2 separate regions of the Mus musculus genome follow, and region 2 is linked to region 1. A link is a contact called in public promoter capture Hi-C data. All regions are on one chromosome and are shown on one strand. Each heading gives the region's core, a stretch centred on a gene start, on an enhancer-like site or on the middle of the called end of the contact. The rest is flanking DNA. Distances are from core to core; before and after follow the strand shown. Region 1 holds the start of Tsr1 (TSR1 20S rRNA accumulation). Region 2 holds the start of Zfp207 (zinc finger protein 207).

Region 1 (7,728 bases), core at 2,326-4,825:
CAGGAGGCAGATAATACCAGTGGGAGTCAGAGATGGCTTTCCTCAACCCCAGTATAAAATCCTACAGAATAAGCCACGAGCAGAGACAGTCCTTACCTTTTAAAGGATTTATTTATCTTTATTTTATGTGAATGGATATTTTTGTTGCATGGATGTCTGTGCACGACATTTATGGGATACCTGCAGAAGCAAGAAAAGCACACTGGCTCCCTTGGAACTAGAGCTAACAGTTGTTAGCTGTCATGTGACTTCTGGGAATCAGACTTGGAAGAGCAGCCAGAGCAGGCTCTCCAGTGCTTTCTCTTTTATTTTTTGAAATTAGGCATTTGCTCCACATTAACCTTTGGCTGTCATCCTTTGGACAGGATGCAGTGTCCTGATGACACCTTGGCTCCCAGTCAGTTTTGTCTTCTTTCACCTAATTACCTATTTATTTACTTTCAAGGTCCGTCTAATTATATAACGCTGGTTGGCCTGGGTATCGTAGGGACCCAGAGGGATTAAACATATACACCACCACACCAGGCCAAGGTCATCTCTTAACATGAAGAGTGGCAGAGCACCTAAGGGCTAGGGAGGAAGGACCTGGAAGGTTCTCCCTGCTGGAAGGAAGGGCTCATGGTTAGTGGTTAGGTAAATGAAGATCCGATTGGATCGATTCTTGCACTCCAAGCTGTTAAAAGCTTCCTCGATTACTTCCCAGGGAGTCTTTGCAGGAACCCACAGCTAAGGATCAACAGGATGTATCTGAAGCAGCTGGAGAGGTGGGGAGGACCTACTTATGATTTTAGGATTAGTCCAGAGGTCCTCTGTGAGGAGAGTCTTGCCTCTAGTTCTCAACTGTCTCTTATAGCATTTTCTGTAAACCAAGCACTAAAAGGGGAGCTAGGTGGAGTTCAGAGCAGGTCAGCCTTTGCCAGGCAGATACATCATTGCAGCACAAATTCAGTTTTCCAAGGAACCATTCTTGAAACAGAGTCTTTGAATAGTGGGAAGAAAATCATGTTCTCAAAAGTATTTCCTTACATACCCAATCAATGATCAAATCTGGGTCTTAAATAACGTTAACAACATGCCCATAGTTCCTATTCGCCTGGCCTAAGAAACCCTCACTTGGCCACTTCACAGCAAAAGCACAGTGAAGCTGTTCATGCAAGCTGGAAAGGTGATGTCAAGAAGGAAGGGAACAGTTAGGGCACACGAGCCAGGTCAGGGTTAATGCAGAGAGTCCAGAGTCTTCTCAAACCACCGTCAAACTCCAAGGGTGCATGAAAAAATATGATACATTTATGTATGTGAGAGAAACAGTATTATCCTATTTTAAAAAGAAACTAGGAAACCAAGACTTGAGTTTAAGTAACTTTACTCAAGTTCACAAGTAAAGCTCAAGTAAGTCTGGACAACTCAAGACTATCTCACCAAACCTCAGTTTCCAGGATCAGCAGCTATATTTATTAGAGTGCCTACCAGTGTGCCAGGCTCTGGAAACAAAACAGTGAACAAGCAGACAGGTTTTTTGTTTTGTTTTGTTTTGTTTTTGCCTTCCATAGTTCACACCTGGTAGACCCAGCTAGAGAGGCAGGCTGAGGAGGGAGGCCTCACTCATCTCATCTACACTGCAGGCTCTTTCACAAGCTGGTGAGTCATTCGTATGAGCAGCCCCCCCCTCCCAACCCCCGAAATTGAAATGAGCTTCTAAGCAGCGTCAAGGTAAAGGGAATTAGTGGAGAGAAACTCTTGTTTCTGAAGGATTTCCCTCAAAAGGGCAAAAATAATCTGAGTCTTAAAAACCATTCTTAAAAATACCCGAGTTCCTGGGTAAGGAGGTGGGCGTGGAGGGAGAAACGGTGAGGTGTGCAGCGAACCCTCTGCTAGCCACGACTCACTTGCCAGGGGAACACAAGAGGGCGGTGTGTTGGACACCCGAGGGCGAAGCCCCTGGAACTGTGGCTCGCAGCCTCCAGGAGGCCCGTGGGGACCCCGCCCCCTCCCCGGGCAGTACCCGCAATGAATGGGCAACTCGGGTTCTCCAGCAATCGCCGCCACCCCTCCCCCGATCGCGGTCTCCCCGCGCTGCTGCCGTCACTGGGCGGGGAACGGGAGCACCGTGGAGCAAACAAGCCCCAGGGCGCAAGCCTGACCCTGGCCGAGGGCGCTGCCCGGGACATGCAGAGAGGGGCGTGGGGCGCGGCCCGCCCAGGACCCCGCCCCCGCCTGGCACGGTGGGCTGGCAGCCGCGCGCGTGGGTGCCTCCACCTCTCTGCTCCCGAGCCAGCGCGGGAGGGGTGCGAGCCCCTTGAGACCTTGCCCCGGACCGTACCTCCTTCTTCACGTTCCACAGCAGCTTTTCTTTGACCGCGTCCTCTGCGCTGCCCATGGTGCGGCAGGTGGCGGGCAGGTGGCACCGAGTGGCCCCCCGAGCCCCCGGTGCGCCCTCACCGCCTCCGCGCCTCCCGACTCAGCGCCCCACACGCGAGGCGGAGTCCCCGCCCGCTGCGCTCCCCGCCTGCAGCCGCCGCAGCCACTGCCCGGTGCTCAGCTCCGCAGCCATCTTCCGAGCCCCGCAGACGTCAGGCAGCAGGCCCGGCCCCTTCCCACTGCCGGCAGGGAGGGGGTGTGTGCGCCGCAACTGGGGAGGTGGGGGGGGGGGTCAAGGGCGGGTGCGGACGCCTGGGGGCGTCGGGGCCGGGCGCGCGCCGCAGGGACGGTTGTCATGGCGACTGGCCGGCTCCCGCCCCGAGGGCGCGAACCCGCATTGTGAGCGCTGGGAAGTCAGCCGCTCCGGCCTGCGCCGCGCAGCGGGCGGACTTTGGGAATGTGCTTGTGTCTGGGCAAACCTCAACCACCGTGACCGCTCCCGACTTCTGGCCCCTGGGAGAGGAGCTATACGGAGCCAGGGTCTCGGCTCTGCGTCACTGTGGTTCGAACCTGGTCCTGTCACTCCTCCGGATCCTGTGGAGTGTTCATATATTACTTGCAGCTCAGTCGCAAAGCTTGCAGGAGGAAAGCAAGGACCCGACTGTGAGCTCCTAAGAACAGGTGCCCGAGCGCAAGGGGAAGTCTTCGCCCTCCTCCGGGTCGCCGACATCCGCTTTGGTTCATCTTGCAGATTTGTGGGAAGAGGGGGGCGCGAGTTGGAATAAGAGACATTCCAGAGCCGGTGACACGAGCCCCTTCTAAGTGCTTCGCGTTGGAAATTAGAGTAATAGAGGAAAGGAAAGGCCACTCAGGTACAAATGTCACCCCTTTGTACAGTTCACTGGGACCGCAGAGAGCGGCGTGCAATAGTCTACGTGAAAAGACTTTTATTTCTTCCCACGTGATGCAACTGAAGCGTGCAAAAATGGAAAGATGGGCGCAAAATTGACCTCCTAATCCAGAGCCGGAGCCGGGAGACTCCTGCCGGCATCCTCCATCTCTCAGCAGAGGACTGCAGCGTGGGAAAAGGCACCACGACGTCTCTGCGGACACTCAGGGCGCTGCGCTTGCAGGCTGGCGGCAAAAAACCTCGCGAGAGGTCGCGGAAGTGCTAAGCCTGAAGTCCGTCCCCAGGGCCGGAAACGCTCGGGTCCGCCCGGAAGTAGAGTTCACTTGGTGCACACGTGGACTGCAGAATGGCGGCTCACCGCTCCGGGCCGCTGAAGCAGCAGAATAAAGCTCATAAAGGCGGGCGGCATCACGGCGGTGGGTCCGCACAACGGGACAGCAAAGGTGAGTAGACAGGAGGGAGAGGGGCTGCTTAGCCGGTACCCGTGCCCACACCGAGACTAGACTTGGGACCCTTGCCCAAGGCTCTTAAGCGGCGCAGGAAGGTTCTTGTTGGTTGATTTGACTGAGAGGAGAAGAGCAGCCACTTCCGATCTGCCTTCCAGGCCGGGTAGGACCGAAAATCCTCTGCAAGAAGCTGAAGAGGCAGCTCAGCCGAATAGACCAGAGGCATCGCGCCAGCCAGCTCCGAAAGCAAAAGAGGGAGTCGGTGAGTAGAAGCGGGGGTGGGGAAGCTTATGGTTTGAGATTGGTAAAGTCTCAAACTAGAAAATGGGACACGGAAATGGGCCGAAAACGGAGGTAAACCCAGAGTACCTTCAGGCAGTGTTCATTTTAGAACGAGGCCCTGCCAAACTCCTTGACAGCACATCCATACACGTGGCTTTTTACGAGAGAATGCTTGGTCCTTCCTCATCTTTATTTATACGGGCTTGCTCTTTTGCAAATCATGATTATTTTAAACAAAGGGTCTCACTGTGTAGCCCAGGCTGGCCTAGAACTCAGATCCTCCTACCTCTGCCTTCTGAGTGTTAAGTTAAAAGGCTTGGGCCACCACACCTGGCTCCTCTGATGTTTTCTTTTTTCTTTTCTTTTTTTTTTTTTTTGGGGGGGGGTGGTGGTGTTTCCGAGACAGGGTTTCTCTGTGTAGCCCTGGCTGTCCCGGAACTCACTCTGTAGACCAGGCTGGCCTCAAACTCAGAAATGAGTGCTGGGATTAAAGGCGTGCGCCAGCTCCGCCCGGCCTGCTCTGATCTTTTCTAATGTTTTACGTTACATAAAATTACCTTGGTACTTTTACAAAGCAACAGAAAGGGGAGTAGTTCTGCCCTGGGGTTACAGCACCTGTATATTTGAAGATAGAATAGTGAAGCAAATGATTGAGGTATTCTTGGATCTTTGTGTTGCTAGGTTCTGGCCGAGAAGAGGCAGCTGGGCAGCAAGGATGGTCCTCCACATCAGGTGCTGGTGGTGCCTCTGCACAGCAGGATTTCCCTTCCAGAGGCATTTAAACTGCTTCAGAATGAAGACTTGGGAACGGTGTATTTGAGTGAACGGGGAAGCACCCAGAGTTTTATGCTTCTGTGCCCTAGCTTGAAACATCGATGGTTTTTCACATATGCAAGACCAGGTTAGAGTGTCCGATACTTTTCTCTCATTGTGTTTAAGTAGTTGTCTCTCTTGAATATAGTGTGCTAACTATCTTTTTTTTTTTTTTATGGTGTCTTTTGTATACAGGGGATCTGCATACTCTGTTAGACATGGCTAAAGTCGCTGATACCATTCTGTTCCTCCTGGACCCACTAGAAGGCTGGGACAGTACGGGGGATTATTGCCTGTCTTGCCTTTTTGCTCAGGGCCTTCCCACCTATAGTAAGTGTGCTGTATTGGATACCAGCAAAGAAAACAGCTCTGGTCTAGTCATGCAGGCACAGTGTTTAAGATTAAGTTTAGGAGTAAATCAATGGGTTGTATTCTGCTGGTGTGGGCTATACTTGGTAAACATTTTCATATATTTTACTCTTTTTATTTATTTATTTATTTGAGACAACAAGAGTTTCTTTTGGGCGGCCCTGACTATCCTAGAACTGGTCCTGTAGACCAGATTGGCCCTGATCTTTCAGGGATCCGCCCGCCCCCGTCTTCTGTGCACCGCCCAGTTGGTTTTATATTATTAAAGTGAGTTTTTCTTCCTGGGCTGTCGTGTGCCCGGTGGGGGAATAGAAAGTTAACACTCACGGTGACATTTCGTTGTTGGCTCAGTGTTGCGTTTCCCAGTGATCTCTGGGACCACGGCAGAGCTGACCGCTGGGTTGTCTGGGAACTGGAAAGGATTTTCAAGTGGTCAAACAATGACTTCCTGCGCTCTTCTCTCCTTTCAGCACTAGCTGTCCAGGGCCTTTCTGGCTTCCCACCAAAGAAACAAATAGATGCCCGAAAGAAGCTAAGTAAAATGGTGGAGAAACGCTTCCCTGAAGACAAACTTCTGCTCCTAGACACGCAGCAGGAATCAGGAATGCTACTTAGACAGTTGGCTAACCAGAAGCAACGGCATCTTGCTTTTCGGGATCGGCGAGCTTACTTGTTTGCCCATGTTGCTGACTTCGTGCCTAGTGAGGAGAGTGACTTAGTGGGCACCTTGAAAATCTCAGGCTATGTTCGTGGGAGGACTCTGAATGTAAATAGCTTGCTGCATATCGTTGGACACGGTGATTTCCAAATGAATCAAATAGATGCTCCTGTGGATCCGTTCCCTTTAAATCCTAGAGTGATTAAATCCCAGAAGAAACCAAACATGGCAATGGAGGTAAGATTGGGGTTTTCATTTCTGGGAGTCGAACCCCGGCCAAGCCAGCCCTCCACTACTTGCCTACATTTCTTGCCCGCGATTGTTTTCAACTTTTTTACTGAATTTATTTTGGTATGCTGGAGAGTGGTACATCACTGGTGTTCAAGGTCTGGTTCTCTCCTACCTTGTGGACCCACCCTGGTTTTTAAATTTCAAAGCAGATAGTTTGCATGCTGAGGCCAGTGAGGAGACTACTGCTAGTTTGAAATGTCAGGCAGTAGACATTCAGACACATGCTGGTTAAGTGTATTTATCTGGTATTTCTACATACTTTGCACAGTTGGCAGATGTGGCCTCTTGTCTCAGAACTTAATTTGAATTAGGAAAAAAAATTCAAATACTTGTGAATTTAAAAATTACAGTAGTTAAGGTTCAGACCTGCTGTGGAAATTCAGAGGACACTAGCTGGTTGCACAGGAGAGATCAGAGTTAGCCAAGTGTGTGGAAGGTTTGAATGACTTAGTTCAGCAGAGCTGAAGGGATTATGTTGGGACTTAGATCCTACATCTAGTCATAGAGTGGAGCAGTGTCCACCACACTTGGACTTCTGGCTTTCTTTGAACTTTTAAAAGGCTGGACCTCACTATGTAGCAGTGGCTTAGACCAGGCTTGCTTCAAATTTTACAGAGGTCAGCCTTCCTCTCCAGTTGAGTGTTGATAAAAGGCGTTGCCCACTCTTCTGAAGAGAGCACCTTGATTGAACGGTGGTGTAGTAAACAGGAGAGTGTCAGGATTAGTAACAACCTCCCAGGTTAGTAGGAGAGCAGAGCAAGTGCTAGGCGATGGCCGTTTGGAAAGTGATTGTCTGGTTAACTGGTGGGTCTTTCAGATGAGTGTCTGATAGGCTCTTACCTGCTTTTGGGTCTTAGGTTTGTGTTACAGATGCTGCTCCTGACATGGAAGAAGACCTTAAGGTTCTGATGAAGGCAGACCCTGATCACCAGGAGTCTTTACAAACAGAGGCTATTCCAGATCCTATGGAAGGAGAGCAGACCTGGCCCACTGAGGAAGAGCTGGATGAGGCAGATGGTCAGTGACAGCAAGCTCGTCACCTTCCTGACTTTAATTCTGTATGCTCTTTACCTGGTCGACGGTCACATGCTTCTAGGGCTGGATGAGGAAGTGACTGAAGTTTAAATACCGAATGGCTGCACTAAGCAAACACTGAGTACAGCTCTGTTTCCTCTAGAAATCACCCCAGGCTTGTCTCTTTACATAATAAATGACATTAGGCCCACTGCAGGGTTTATTTAGCTGTGTCTTTGTCTTAAATGTGAGGCGGCTGGGTTAAAATTGGAAGAAGTCTATGTTCTCGTGTAGCTGCTGTCTTTCATGTTGGTAGCAGTGCCTGCATAGGTAAGAATACTAAAAATTGTTTGTACTTTTCAGACTTACTGAAGCAACGGTCCAGAGTGGTAAAGAAGGTCCCTAAAGGAACATCCAGTTACCAGGCTGAGTGGATTCTGGATGAAGGTGATGAAAGTGATGGGGAAGGTGGTGAATATGATGATATACAACACGAAGGTTTCATGGAAGAGGAGTCTCAGGTAAGAAAATTGGCCACTGGGCCACTTATGTATATGGCTCCAAAACCAAGGCTGTACTGTAAAGTC
Region 2 (7,728 bases), core at 2,666-5,165, 5.5 Mb after region 1:
AGTAACTTGTAACAAATCTGTTAGAACTGATGAAAGTCAACAGGAAAAACCAGCAATCATAGGGAAGTGCTCTTACTGAGAGAGACAGGAACAGTACAGAAGAAAGTGAAGGGACAAGAGTCCAGGGTCTGGAAAACGCTCATTCATAAACACTCAGAACCACGATGGATGGTGCGCCATCCAAAGAGGTCCATAGCGGAAACAAACCCAGCTAAATACCGTTCTGTTTCAGACTGGTCGGCTTTTTATGAGAAAGTACCATAAACTGGGCCATTTATAAAAACAGAAATGATGGTGCATACCTTTAGTCCTAGCACTCAAAGGCAGATCTCTGAGTCCAAGGCCAAGCTGGCATATACAGTGAGTTTCAAGCCAGCCAAGGATACACAAGTGAGACTTTATCTCAACAAACAAGCAAATCCAAGAACAAATAAAAATGGAAATGTATTTCTCCCAGTCTGGAAGAAGGGAAGTTACAGATGGAGGAGGGCCTGGCAGGTGTGGTGTCAGGAAAGGACCCTCTCTCTTCTTGTTCTTGGAATGATGACCTCTTGCTCTGTCCTCACAGGCTAGGAAGGTTGGCTCTTTTTTTTTTTTTTTTTTTTTTTTTTTTTGAGACAGGGTTTCTCTGTGTAGCCCTGGCTGTCCTGGAACTCACTCTGTAGACCAGGCTGTCCTGGAACTCAGAAATCCGCCTGCCTCTGCCTCCTGAGTGCTGGGATTAAAGGCGTGCTCCACCATGCCCGGCGATGGCTCGTATTTTTATCACTGAGTTGTTGTGTGCATGTTCTAGACCTAAGCCCCTTCACAGATATATGGTTTACAATATTTTCCCCCATCCTGTGGGGAGAGTCTTTTGTTCTGCAAAGGATACTTATAAAAAAGCATTTTGGGGGTTGGAGAGATGGATGGCTCATGGGGTAAGAGCACTGACTACCCTTCCAAAGGTCCTGAGTTCAATTCCCAGCAACCACATGGTGGCTCACAACTATCTGTAATGAGGTCTGATGCCCTCTTCTGATGTGTCTGAAGATAGCTACAGTGTACTCATATAAATAAAATAAATCTTAAAAAAAAAGCATTTTGAGACGCTAGACAAGGATGTTGGCTCTCAGAGGCAGAGGCAGGAGGATATCTGAGTTTGAGGCCACCTTGGTCTACAGAGAAAGTTCTAGAACATCCAGGGGTACACAGAAAAACTCTGTCTCAAAAAGACTTTTATTTTTAATTTTTGGGATTGGAAGGCTCAGTAGTTAGGAGCACGTACTACTCTTGCCAAAGACTTGAGTTTAATTTCCAAAATCCAGGTCATGAGATTTACAGCTCCCTGTTAACTCCAGTTCCAGAGAGATCAGAGGTTCATGGTCTCCTTGGACATCTATACCAAGAAGACTGCTCAGACGTGGGTTTAGGCCAAGAGAAAGTCTTGGTTAGCTAGTCAGAAAGTACTGTGCACATTCAGGATCCTAGTGTAGTTCTGAGCACTTCCCAAGGTGAGCTTTTAGCCCAATAATCTTGTCCTGCTTTGACGTACTCTAGTTAACAAGAGCAGTTAGCCAGAAACAGAACTATAAGAGAGAAAAAAAGCAACGTTAGTCCATTTAGAGAATTTCCCATATCTATGAACTTTGATGAATCAGGCCATTTTGGCAGTGCTGTCTAAGTGCTGAGTGCTATCCTAAATGGTAGTTCCATCATGGAGGCAGTTGTGTTAAGGTTTGGGGCCCTGTTATACACACCCAACGCACAGAGACACACACATACACCTATAACTACTAATAATAAATCTTTAAATTTCACATTATTGTGTAGGGTCTAAGCATGGAATGTACACACTAAATGACACAGAGGTCAGACATCACCTTTTGGAGCCTACTTCTCTGAGTTCTGGGATTATAGGCTGTGCTTCCATGGAATGCCTAGGGTTGACCCAAAGCTTTGTGCATGCTGGGCAAACATTCTACCTACTAAGCTCCAGACCCATACAGATCCAGCCCCTTAACTATCTGATCTATATTAACAGGTTAAAAATGACCCCAATATCCTGGGTTTGTTGAGAAAATATAAAAACACAACTCATGAAATGTTTCATGGATATATTCCCTGATTTTACTTCTTTTTTTTTTCTTTCTTTCTCTCTTTTACTGATTTGTTTATTGTTTGTTTGTTTGATAAGACAGGGTTTCTCTGTGTAGCCTTAGCTGTCCTGGAACCCTCTGTAGGCCAGGCTGGAGATCTGCCAGCCTCTGCCTCCCAGTGTTGGGATTAAAGGCAAGGCTGTGACTCTACATTTTTAAAGCACAAGCTTGTAGAGTCCTATTGATTCCACTTATGGGGTTCATCTCATGAAAACAGGGTAGTGTCCTAGCAACCGTATGAACTCAGAAACATCAGATTCTCATAGATCTGTGCAAACACAGTATAGGTTGTCCCGAAGACAGAATTCAGACAGAATTGAAAGGCAACCTAAGACTTTGGGCGGCAGTATTAGAAAATTGTAAAAGTTAAAAAAAGGAGTAATTAAGCCAGGCAGTGGTGGTCCATGACTTTAATCCTAGCACTTGGGAGGCAGAGGCAGGCGGATTTCTGCTTTTGAGGCTAGCCTGGTCTACAGAGTGAGTTTCAGTGCTCTTAACAGCTGAGCCATCTCTCCAGGCCCCTCAATCTTACTTTTAAATGAAGTTTCATGTATCCCAGGCATTATTTAATTCACTATGTAACTGAGGTTAGACCTTTAACTCCAGCCTCAGCCTCCTGGAATTCCCTGATTGCAGGCATGTTCCACCAACATTTTTTGTTTGCGAACCTTTCTGTGGTTTCAAGAGACTTCAGCATATACAATATCCAATTCTCTTACACTCTTCCTTGCCACATTTTCCAGGATTATCTTTTGCCAGCAACACTTTTCCTGTCTTGTTACTTTTAAGTTCAAATCCTCAAACACTGCATTTTATCAGTAATTAAAACTTCGATACAAGGTTTCTCTACATAACCCTGAATGTTCTATGTAGGCAGGAACCTGGCTATACATTCAGATCCACCAGCCTCAGCCTTTTGAGTGCTGGGATTAAAGGCATGCACCATCCATGCTTGGCTCACTGCATTTTAAAAAAAAAATTTTTTTTTTTTTATTCAAAGACAAGATCAGGCTTTGTTCTCCAGGCTAGCCTCTAAGTCTTAGCCTCATAGCATTTTCTGTCTTGGCCTTCTGAGTGCTGGGACAACAGACACAAGACCCAGGTAATAAGATAACTTAAGCTTTCTCCCACTGCATCTTCTTTCATCTTTCTAAACATTCCTATGTTCTCCGAAGCCGCTTAAGGATTGCCTTTTTGCGATTCTGAAGCACTTCACATTTCCCTTATCGCTACTGCTGATCTCACCCATACTGCTTCCTAGACTGTGGTTCACTGAAAAAAAAAACGGTAACTCTTCCTTGACCATATACGCCCCACTCCCGAAAGGCAACTGAAACAAGATTTAAAAATTGACCAGGTCGCAATCCGGGCGTGTGCCTTTAATCCCAAACAGTCGCTGGCAGGCAGAAGCAGGCGCATCTTTGAGTTTGAGGCCAGCTTGGTCATTTCCTCTATCAGCAGGGCTATGAAGAGACCCATCTCAAAAAATAAAAGCAAAACACACAACAGCAAAAAACAAAACAAAACAAAACCCAAATTGACCATGTCCCAATTATCTTTATTTATTTGTAATCTATCCTTAATTATACTCCTAATCTTTTCCTCCCTTCAATTTGCATACGGGATAGCCGACGTACTGGATGACCCAAGCTCTAAAGGATCAGCGTCCTCAGCCCGGGAGCGCCACCACCACTTAACCCCATTAAGATGGCGGCAGCGCCCGCTCAGCCACTCAGGGCCGAAGCCTGCGTCACGTGACCCGCACAGCTCTCACCGCGGTGGCTGATGGGAGGTGGAGATAGAACGAGGGTGTCGGCCATTTTGTGTCTGTTTCCTGCGGGACGCGCTGGTGGCGGTTGGTGTGGAGAACTCTGCGAGTCTCTTGGGTTTTTTGTTTTTTGTTTTTTCCAGCTTCTTTCCGCCTCTATTCTGCCTGTTCTGTAGGGCGCAGTTATGGGTCGCAAGAAGAAGAAGCAGCTCAAGCCGTGGTGCTGGTATCCTTTGTGGGGTTGACGTGGAGGCCGAGCGTGGGTGTCGCTTCTTGAGAACACAAGTCTGATAGGTTTGGGTTAAGCCTGTTTGGTAGGGCCCGGCCGGGCCCAGCCGAGCCTTTGTGCTGTGGCTGGGTTAGGATTTGGGGTGGTTTCTTGTAAAATGGGGTTCTTCGGGCGAGAGGGCTCCGGAGTTTGGTGGCGCTGAACTCGGTGACTCAGGCGCTTGTTTGTCGCGATCATTGGGCCTGGAGACGTTCCCCAAGTGCAGTCGTCCCTAAGAACTCCTGTCTCCGTTGTTTCGTTGAAGACCCCACAAAGGGACTTGAGTTTGGGGTAAATGTCCTGACTCCCTGGATAATTGAACTGTGACTAGCCCCCCCCCCCTCGCGGTGAAGAATCGGCTTCCGCCTCTCTTTCGGGCGCCTTAATCTTGGGGAAGCGGTTGCTTAACTGGGTGGAGTTTCTATTATCGTTACCCAATTTTGTAGGACTGGTTAAACTGTTAAGAAGGAAAACAATTTTCTCTCTTTTTTTTTTTTTTTTTTTTTTGTGGATAACGTATTACGCTAAACTGATTTTTTTTAATCTATTACAAGAAAACTATTTGTCTCAAGACAAATTTGTTTTTAAAATAGTTAAGTAGCTAAAAATCCGTCACGAATTATTTAATGCACTCACAGAAAAAGTCTTGCGAGGTCAGAACTCTTAGTATATGCGAATTTACATTTCCTGAATGCATAGATTAATAATGAAACTGGAAGAAATTTTATGGATTCTTAGTTGAATGTGCCCTTTGTCATGAGTTGTATAATGGATTATGAATTCCCAGTTTCAACTCTATTGTATATTTAATGAATTGTGAAATTGCCTCCCCCCCCCCTCTGTCTTTTTATTTGGGATTGGGGGTCTGGTTGTCTGGAAATTGCTCTGTCCACCAGGCTGGCCTCCGCCTGTCTCTGCTTCCCCAGTGCTGGGATTGAAGGCATGGATCACCACTGCCCAGTTTGAAGTTGCCTTTTCTTTTGAAAAGAAATATTTTGAGTTAGTCTTGCTGTCTGACCTGGCACTCAGAATAAATATCTGCCTTTGCATGTGGAGTGTTGAAATCAAAGGCATGGGGTATGCCAGGCTAAAAGATTTTTATTTGGGCTTATGATCTTAGACTGCATACCAAGTTTATCTAGTTCAGATGTAGTCATTCCTGCCACAGATTGCCTGCAGTGTGCCACTGGTCCTGGCTCACTTGATTTTGGTTAACCCTTTCTCCTTCATGGAACTCCTTTTATTTGTTTTTGTTCTTTAAGACAGGTTTTCTCAGTGTGTCTCAGTCTGTCCTGGAACTTGCTCTGTAGGCTAGCCTGGCCTGAAATTTAAGAGTTCCACTTGTTTCTGGCTCCCAAGTGCTGCGATTAAAGGCACTACTGTCTAGCTGACACTCTTAGCATGTACATTTGTAAATGTTGAAATAATTTAAAGGTCAAAATTTGGGGTGTGTGTGTGTTCTTTGTGGCAGGGCTTCATGCTATGCTGGATCACAAAACTTGAACTCTTGGTTCATCCATGTAGCCTGACTGCCCTGGAACTTACTCTGTAGATCAAGGTGGCCTCATTCATATTTGCCTGGTTTTGCCTCCTGAGTGCTGGGATTAAAGGCATGCACTACCATAGCCCCGAAAATCTGTAAATGCATGTTTCTCCTGCCTCCACTTGTGCTGGGGCTTTGTAGGTGTGCCCTACACCCAGCATCCAAACTGCTGGAAGTTGACCAGCCCATTGCATGCTAGACAAGTACCCTAACAATGGAGCTACGTTCTCAGACCGGGAGGTACATGATTAATGTAATTTCCAAATATAAATACTAAAACTGAATTGTTTTTTGTTTTTTTGATTTTTCGAGACAGGGTTTCTCTGTAACCCTGGCTGTCCTGGAACTCACTCTGTAGACCAGGCTGGCCTTGAACTCAGAAATCCACCTGCCTCTGCCTCTCAAGTGCTGGGATTAAAGGCATGCGCCACAATTGCCCAGCTTTAAAACTGAATTTATATTAAGTTCCCTCCTTTTTTATTAGAAGTGTGTGTGTGTGTGTGTGTGTGTGTGTGGTGTTTTGCCTACATAGGTATGCTGTATACCTAGTGCTCTAGGAGGACAGAAGAGCATTAGAATCACCGGGAACTGTCATTCTGGTTGTGAGCTGCCTTATAGATGTGGGAAAAGAATCTGGGTATTCTGAAAGAGCAGCAAATGCTCTTAACCTTGGAGTCATTTTAACATTTCCTGTTAGATGAGATGAAAGGCATTTGTTATATTATTTATATTGAGGCAGAATCTCACTATGTAATTACTTTTGTTTCCTTTAGTTGGCAGGAGGGCAATTTTGTGCAGTTTTTTAACCTTAATGATGACCAGGTATTGTAACAGAGATTTTGATGATGAGAAGATCCTTATACAGCACCAAAAAGCAAAGCATTTTAAATGCCATATTTGTCATAAGAAATTATACACAGGACCTGGTTTAGCAATTCATTGCATGCAGGTAAGAATTTCTCTTCTGTTTTGACCTTGTCCCATTGTGATTTGTAACCACATGAATAATATTGAATTTGTCTTTGGTTGTTTATATATTGGGTAAATAGCCAAATCTACTTAAAACTCAGGTATGTGTTCTATTCTCTTTTTTTGGTAGGTGGTAGGGATAGAACCCAATTGATAAGCACAAGCTTTGGCACAGGAGTACCTACCTAGAATTCACGTCTGTTCTGTGGCCATTAAGAAGATAAGTGGACTTGACTGTTAATTTTGAGACAGTTCTTACTTAGTATTTATTCTAGCTGACTGACCTAGAATGTTGTTATGTAGATTCGGCTACCCTCAAATTCACAAAGATACTCTTTCCTCTGCCTCATAAGTGTATTCAGTTTTTTGTGTGATGAGTATACAAGAACACACCCTATTTGGAAGTATTGTTGTGTTCAATGTCCAAATTGCTTGCTTGCTGGTGCCCCCGTTTTTTTTTTTTTTTTTTTTGTGTGTGTGGATTTGGACGCATAGTTTGAGTACATGAGGCTGGGAGGTGTTCTTTGGAGCTGAATTTTCAGGCAGCTGTGAGCTCTTATTTGGGTGGCAGAAATTAAACTCAAGTCATCTGGAAGATCAGGAGTGCCTCTAACTTCTGAGTTCTTCAGCTTCTCTTGAGTTTTTTCATAATGAAATAATGAAAACTTCAAAATTTGTATTTTTGCATCCTGATGTCATAGTTTATATAAAGGCTGGACTTTGTAGTTTAATGGTAGATCTTTTGCCTAGCATCTTTAAGGCCCTGAATTTGATCTTTAGTACTACCCCTTTTCTCCTTTGTATTATTGTAGTAGCCATTTAGATGCATCTTTTTATGTTAACTTACAATTAATTGTTATGTGCTCATTAGTACACAGTTGGCTTTAGAAGGCAGAAGAGGGTGTCGTCCCCCTTGACCTGGAGTTACAGATAGTGGTGAGCTATCAGTTGTGGGTGCTGCAAGCCAAAGCCTGTTCGTCCTTAATCTCTGAACTATCTCCAGCCTCATTAGTTTATTGTTTGTGCATGTTCACTTGGAGTT

The links. Promoter capture Hi-C pulls out the DNA fragments that hold promoters and counts their contacts.
Region 2: a contact with region 1 is called in a promoter capture Hi-C map of pre-B cells. The contact joins the promoter of Zfp207 here to the promoter of Tsr1 in region 1. A contact is called at or near these places in 2 of 39 promoter capture datasets (liver and pre-B cells).

The regions. Positions count from the first base shown.
Region 1 is chr11:74,894,505-74,902,232 of GRCm38.p6, forward strand. It overlaps Tsr1 (TSR1 20S rRNA accumulation), which reads left to right and starts at 3,576. Exons shown (of 15, transcript NM_177325.3): 1 at 3,576-3,711; 2 at 3,873-3,976; 3 at 4,678-4,897; 4 at 5,005-5,139; 5 at 5,649-6,073; 6 at 6,985-7,144; 7 at 7,505-7,662. The coding sequence starts at 3,615. Sgsm2 (small G protein signaling modulator 2) reads right to left here and starts at 2,565. Exons shown (of 23, transcript NM_197943.3): 1 at 2,321-2,565. The coding sequence starts at 2,377.
Region 2 is chr11:80,379,364-80,387,091 of GRCm38.p6, forward strand. Zfp207 (zinc finger protein 207) reads left to right here and starts at 3,916. Exons shown (of 12, transcript NM_001130169.1): 1 at 3,916-4,132; 2 at 6,540-6,666. The coding sequence starts at 4,092.